Linked DNA regions of Mus musculus: region 1 is linked to region 2. A link is a contact called in public promoter capture Hi-C data. All regions are on one chromosome and are shown on one strand. Each heading gives the region's core, a stretch centred on a gene start, on an enhancer-like site or on the middle of the called end of the contact. The rest is flanking DNA. Distances are from core to core; before and after follow the strand shown. Region 1 holds the start of Rnase13 (ribonuclease, RNase A family, 13 (non-active)). Region 2 holds the start of Rnase10 (ribonuclease, RNase A family, 10 (non-active)).

Region 1 (3,285 bases), core at 129-2,628, 910 kb after region 2:
AATGAGTACAGATTCACAAGAAGTCAGTCTAAAAAGGGGCTCATGCGCCCCCTGCCCAGTTTCCCACAGTGGTTTTTACACAGAACATGACTGGGGCTGGGACTGCCTCTTCCCCTGTCACCTGAGTGAAAGAGATAAGGGGGTTCAGAGGGACCGAGGGACCTTGGAAAGGACAAGAACGATCATTTGAAATTGTGGGGGGCCAAGGTGAGAGAGATGGAGGACAGTGGTTGGAAACAGGCAGGCAGCATGGCTAACGTTGGTTGGGAAAGTCAGGGAAAACAGTACTAGGCTCCATGGTGGGAGGAGGGGAGAAGGATGGGTTATATGAAGGGAAAGGGGAAATCACAGATTAGTACAGGCTGGAGACTGGGGGCTGTGGGAAAGGGAGGCAAACGGGCCTGAGGTTCTTATTGCCGGAGCGTGGCAGGAATTGGAAGGGAACTTGAGGTTGCGGGAGGTGTGGTGGGGGTGGAGGACTGGCTGACACTAAAAACAGGCCTAGGGAGAGATACTGGAGCTGGGTGCCTGTTGCCATGGTGTGATCTGGGGCCTGGGCCTCCCTCCAGGAGTCGGGATCTGACCCAGCAGATACACAAGCACTGCCAGCTGGACACAGTCTGCTTCTTGGGTGGGTTTCACTGTCACTGGGAGAGGAAGGCTCATGGTGGGGGCCATGAGAAGGCGAAAGAGCCTGAAGGAGGGCGGGGTTCTGCTTCAGATGTCAGGAGGAAGACTTGCAGACAGACTCAGAGTTTGGGAACGGGCCTTCGTGTGGCATGTAGAGGCCTGTAGTAGGTGGGACTAGTTTGAGAACTAAGTCCCTAGTAGAGACCAATGATACCTATAGGCTCAGCATCATGCTTGCGGGAGCAGAGCAAGTACAGCCTTTGGTTGGTCAGGGTGCTGTTATAGCTACAGCTGGTTGGTGCCTGTTGATGAACCAGGGTGCAGATTGTGACGGGGAAGGAGTTCTGAGTGAGGGTGCAGTACTCGTTGTAGTTTTCACAGAAGCTCTCGCTGTATTTACAGAACTTCTGGATGTCTTCCAAGGGGGCGTGGACCACATAGTGGATCTTAGGGCAGTACCAGTCCTGCAGTTTGCCTCTCACGTAGGCCATGAGGCCATTACAGTATCCGTGGAATCCCTTTGGGTAGTTAACCATGGGGTAGTCAACATGTAAGGTTCGGAAGTTCTTGATGGCCGTCTGAATTGTGATGCCTGTCACCAGAGTTGGCCGGAAGACAAGCGGGAGGACAAGGAGCCAGGCCACATCTGGTGCCATGCCTTCTGCTGGCAGGGTTAAAGTAATTAGAGGCACATTGGGCTAACGAGACCTGCCCACGCTTCCCAGAGTCTCCGGTCTTCTCCAGCTTCCCCTGTGTGCCTCCCCTCACCTCTAAGAACTGCTCAGTAGTACCTTACAGATTCTGTCACTCCAAGAAGGCAAAGTACTTGCTCAAGGTCACCCCTCAGAGCAGCCATCTACAGCCAACCCTCCTCCTATGGTTCACCACCAAAGACCGTCTCACCCAGGCCTTGGGCTGTGCAGCACAGATTCACAAGTCCAGCTGGTCCTTGGAGAAAGGGGCTTCTGATTGCTCCCTGCTTCCCAGCACTCCTTATGGTAGCCACAGAAGGAGTGGAGAACAGGCTGCCTTGGTAGTCTCTGACAGCTCTGCAGGAAGAAACCTGAAGACAGTCAGGGGAAGAGAGTGGGAGGCAGGGATGTGTCTTGCCTAAGGCCGCTTACAGCCTAGAGGTGGGTTGAGACTGAAAAGATTTCTGGATCAAGACAGTCTGGGAGGAGGGAGTGTCCTCTGGATTTGAGGAGCACTGTGCTATCTGGGTTAGGTGGGTAGGAGGAAAGAGATACTGTCTGGTCTCCATGTGGGTATCCTCAGGACATTTAGATCCAACCTCCTGGCCAGAAATCCCAAAGTTCCTGGGACCTTCTTTGATGTTTGCTCTGGCTTACAGGTCCTGCTTTTAGCAACGTGGGAGGATAGAACCATCCTTTTTTATGAAGAACAAAGTGTTTACCTTTGATGGAGGGTTCACCAATGTCTCATCCCACTTATAAGCCCCAGGGCTGTGCCCATCAGCACCGCCCACCAAGGTGGCAGGCTGAGAACAAAGAACCTCCAGGACTCCCCACAGTGCCCCTTACCAGCTGAGTGTGCCAACACCTTGCACCCTTGACTCAGGGCCTGTCAGTTCAGAGCACTGCTAGGAATCTCTGCACGCTGCCTCTGCAGCCCCAACAAGCTGGTTCTGGCTCTTGAGAGAATGTGAACCACCTGGCCTGAGCAGATTCTTGGTACTGGCTGGTGTGTGTGGCAGTTTGTCCTGCTGAGGAAAGGGCTAAGTTACTCAGCTTTTTATCAAATATCTGGATCTTCATCAAAGTCAACACAAACAAGTTTCAAGGAATTTGCCAGCTCTAACCTTTGACACCACCCCCCACCACCACCCACCACCCCCACCCGCCGCCAAGCCCTGCAGCCATGTCTCCCTAAGGGCATTCTCCACATTTACAAATTTTGGGGCCTTACTTGTGACAGGCTCTCACTGTGTATGCCAGGCTGGCCTCAAACTGCTTATCAGTCTGTCTTCGGCCTCTTGAGTGCCAAAAACAGAGAGCTATGTATCACCCTGCCCATCCCCCTGGGATGCTCTTAGAACTTTTTCACCTTCATCAGCAGAAGCAGGAGTCAGAAGCCAGACCCCTAGGTGCTCTGCGGTTCACTGTGGAGCTCACAGGAAGGAGTTGGTCTCAGGAGACATATTGGTATTCTCTCTGTGGTCTCTCACTTGCAGCCTCCTCTGGACTGGTTCTTTCTGGCTACACAAACAAGAGCCCCAAATTAAATCTCTTCTCCTTAGACTCAGTTCTCTTGTGTCTTTGTCTTTATTTTCCTGCCGCTGTGCTAAAAAGCTTGGACAGGAGCAACTTTAAGAGAAAAGGGTTTGTTCTGGTTCACATATGGAGGAGAGCCCATCAGGGTGGGCAAGCTAAGGCAGCAGGATGCTGAAGCCGCTGGTCGCATTGACCCCGCAGTTAGGAAGCAGAATGAATGAACACACGTTGCTGCTTAGCTCCTCTTCTCCATCCATACAGTCCTGGGTCCCAGCCAGGAAACAGCAACTGGGTTTCCCCACCTCGATTCTTGCCATCAGGATCGTGCCCCAAAGGCACGCACAGAATCTTATCTCCCAGGCAATTCTAGATTCTACTATGTTGACTTGAGCACTAACCATCATGGCTGTGTGCCTGCTTCCTC
Region 2 (3,155 bases), core at 440-2,939:
CTCTCTAGAGCCATGAGAAAAACAGCATAGACTAGAGCCAGTTATCACTCTCTTTATGCAGGTAGTATAAGATGTTGACACAAGACCACAGCTCTCATCTTGAAGGGGATAAAAGATAGCCATTTTGAGTGGTTGTGGGCCAGGAACACAGGTTTAGGTTAGCCCAAATTCCATGTTCCAATGTAGAAGCTGTTTTATGAACTTGGTAGTTTTATAGGATGATTAAGGCTGAAATCGAGGCAGATTTAAAATACATTGGTGGGTACCTCAGGGAGGCAGGGGCAGTGGAATGGGAGGAGCCGTTTTACAGGTGGAAGATGCTATCTGATGATATCCTGGGGCTGGTAGAAGCTAGTGCTCTGCTAAGTCAATAGATTCCAAAAGATTTCTGGTAGTCACAAGATGTTAGTTCCAACACAGATACAGGCAAGAAATGGCAGTTCTGGAAGGCTAGAACTAGTCCAAGATAAAGTAATAAGGTAAGTCTCTCCACAGTACTATACTTCTAACCAGTCAGTCTCTGCAGCCATAGCTTCTTTCTGGAGATTTTGTTCACAAAGACAAGGAGCAATGGGTGGCAGCTGGCAAAGCAGGAACCCATCCCCCGCCCTCCGTATTCTGCTAATCGCTGAACATCTCAAGGCTTCAAGTTTATTATAAAACTGGGGGAATAATTCTAACCTCCTCTGGTAAAGAAGTCCGGAAGGCCACATGAGGTCACTACTGTGCAAGTGAACTAAAATGTAAAACCATCTATCTGAATCCTCAGACCGCAGCAGCTCCTTCATGTGATTTACAAAGAAGGCCTTTTCCTTTACCTGAAGAAGACTTTGTGCCAGTCTTAATGCAGTTAGTTTAGCAGGGAGCAAGGTGAGGTTTTAGTCTCTACTTACACTTTTGTTGACCATTTGAGAATGAACTGTAGCTCAAAAGGCCAAAAACCAAACAAACAAAAGGAAAAACAAAAACAACCTCCCCCCCCCCCCAAAGCCTGTAGACAGCAGAACTCTGAGCTCACCACTTGGGTCTCCTGCATAATGACTACAGAAAGCATGCGTCTCGGGAGATGATCATCGTCATCATCTGGAGATGATCTGTGCCGTGCCTTATCAGTCCCAGATGCTCAGCCTTCAGCTGGAGAAAGGAACATCTATTGGACACGGTGACCTCACTGGTTTAGTTCACCACATGTAGGAGCTGATTGATGAGTTGTTCTGCTTTCATGTTCCTTTTCAAGAGCCAAATAACTACATTTACAAAATCTGGATTTTTTTTTCCCCACTGCAAATAATCAAATGAAGTCATGCTACCCTTGCAAAAATGTGAAAAGCAGTATTGGAAAGGTGCCGCAAACAAAAATAAAAACAAGACGCCAGATACTACCATTCCAGAAGTGATGGGAAAGGGCTGAAGGCAGTATGTGTAGAAAACAAGACAATCAGGCTTGGGACTCAGGCACAAGGTGAGACTGTTCTAAACCACAGGTCAGTGGGCGGAACTCAGAGTAGAACAGTTGATGGAATACAACTGTCTGCAGTTCTTCCAGGTAGAGGATACTTCCTGTCGTTTGCTTAAATTTCTTTACTTCAAAGTGTTTGTGGGAGCAGAAAGACACATTAGCTGAGTGTGTCCATTCTGTGCTGGGAAGGAAAGAAGGGGAGAGGCATGGGTTCAGGAGATCCGGCTGTGTTTAAAAGCCCTCAGCACACAAGGAGATAGCTACTTGTATGGAGAGCAGTTTCTGGGTACAGCTCACAGAGAAGGACGCTCTAGGAGAGCAGAACTGGGGACATAGGAAGAGCCAAGACTATCTAAAGCTGCTTACAAGTGTAGGTAAGCCACGTCAGGGTCGGGTACCTCAGAGAGCAAAGCCGGGGCCTCATGTATTCTAGGCAAGATCTCTAGCAGCTGAGCCACATCCACAGCCCATTCAGTTTCATTCTCTTGAAATTTCTTTCTCTCCTCTTCTTTAAAACAAAAACAAGCTCTGGCAAGTTTTTACTAAAGGAAATCTTTCCTGGTTTATCTCACCAGTCTGCTCTGGCAAGCTTCTAACAACGTCAGAGTCACTTGAGTCAATGACAGCCAGTGTGCACACTCTGCAGTATTTTCCACATGCTGTGCCAATGTAATGTTATTGCCACTGTAATGATGGATGCTAGTTTTTGGCCAAGATAAATTCTATGTGAGATTTCCTCAGCGCTGGGTGACTGTTGAGCAAGAAGGCCAACCGTGCCCTTCCCCGAGTCCTCGGCTTCAGAGTCTGCTCACACACAGCATGCACTTTCCACGTTTCATAACAAGTTTAACAATTTGGAGCCCAGAGCTGTTGACTGCAAAGACTGTAACTTCCTTTCAGCTACATCTTCCTGCCTTAGTTCTGGGATGGCCCCCAACCAAGAGCGGCTGCCAAAATAGCTGGAGCCTGAGAAAGCCGTACTGCATTTCTTCCCTAACCACAAATAGAAATACAAATGACAAGATGTAGCAGAGGCCTGGGCTGACTGCACATTTCTGCAGCTTTACTTTAGGAGTGAGAACGAACCCATTTCTCTTTCAGTTCATTTTTATTCCTTTTTGGGAAAAGGGTAATAATAACAAGCAAAATAAATCTGGGATAAAAATGGACACAATGCTTCCTAGAGCAAGGTTGTCTCTAAGAATTTCTCTGTACTCATTTGGCTTAGCTACTCTCTTTGGTGATTCGAGAATAATTTCTGTTTAAGAATCGGTGGGCGGGGGCTAGAGAGGATGGAGTGGCATCAAGTTTCCTCACTGATTACTCAGACAAGGACCAGCTTACAGTCACTTCTGTTAGCCACTTTCCAATCCTCAAGACCCACACAGGAATGGGGAATGTGAGGAGAAGGGGCAGAAGAAGTGTTCAAGAAAGAGATTCATTTCCTTAGGTAGGTGGAGTAACGGGGAGAATTCAGTGGAGTACTCAAGGTCTATTTTGCTGGCGTTGGCCAACCATGGCAGGGGCCAGAGTTTATCTCTACATCACGCCTTCATTTTCCTCTTCTTCTTCAGGCAAAATGAAGGTGACACTGGTGCATCTGTTGTTCATGATGTTGCTGCTGTTGCTAGGCCTAGGGCTGGGGCTGGGCCTGGGCCTTCACATGGCAGCTGCCGTCCTGGAGGATCAGCCACTG

The links. Promoter capture Hi-C pulls out the DNA fragments that hold promoters and counts their contacts.
Region 1: a promoter capture Hi-C map of liver shows a contact between it and region 2, with 4 times the contacts expected there. The contact joins the promoter of Rnase13 here to the promoter of Rnase10 in region 2. A contact is called at or near these places in 2 of 39 promoter capture datasets (hippocampal neurons and liver).

Annotation. Positions count from the first base shown.
Region 1 is chr14:51,921,395-51,924,679 of GRCm38.p6, forward strand. It overlaps Rnase13 (ribonuclease, RNase A family, 13 (non-active)), which reads right to left and starts at 1,379. Exons shown (of 1, transcript NM_001011687.2): 1 at 766-1,379. The coding sequence starts at 1,286. The coding sequence ends at 825.
Region 2 is chr14:51,006,240-51,009,394 of GRCm38.p6, forward strand. It overlaps Rnase10 (ribonuclease, RNase A family, 10 (non-active)), which reads left to right and starts at 1,690. Exons shown (of 2, transcript NM_029145.3): 1 at 1,690-1,833; 2 at 3,034-3,155. The coding sequence starts at 1,728.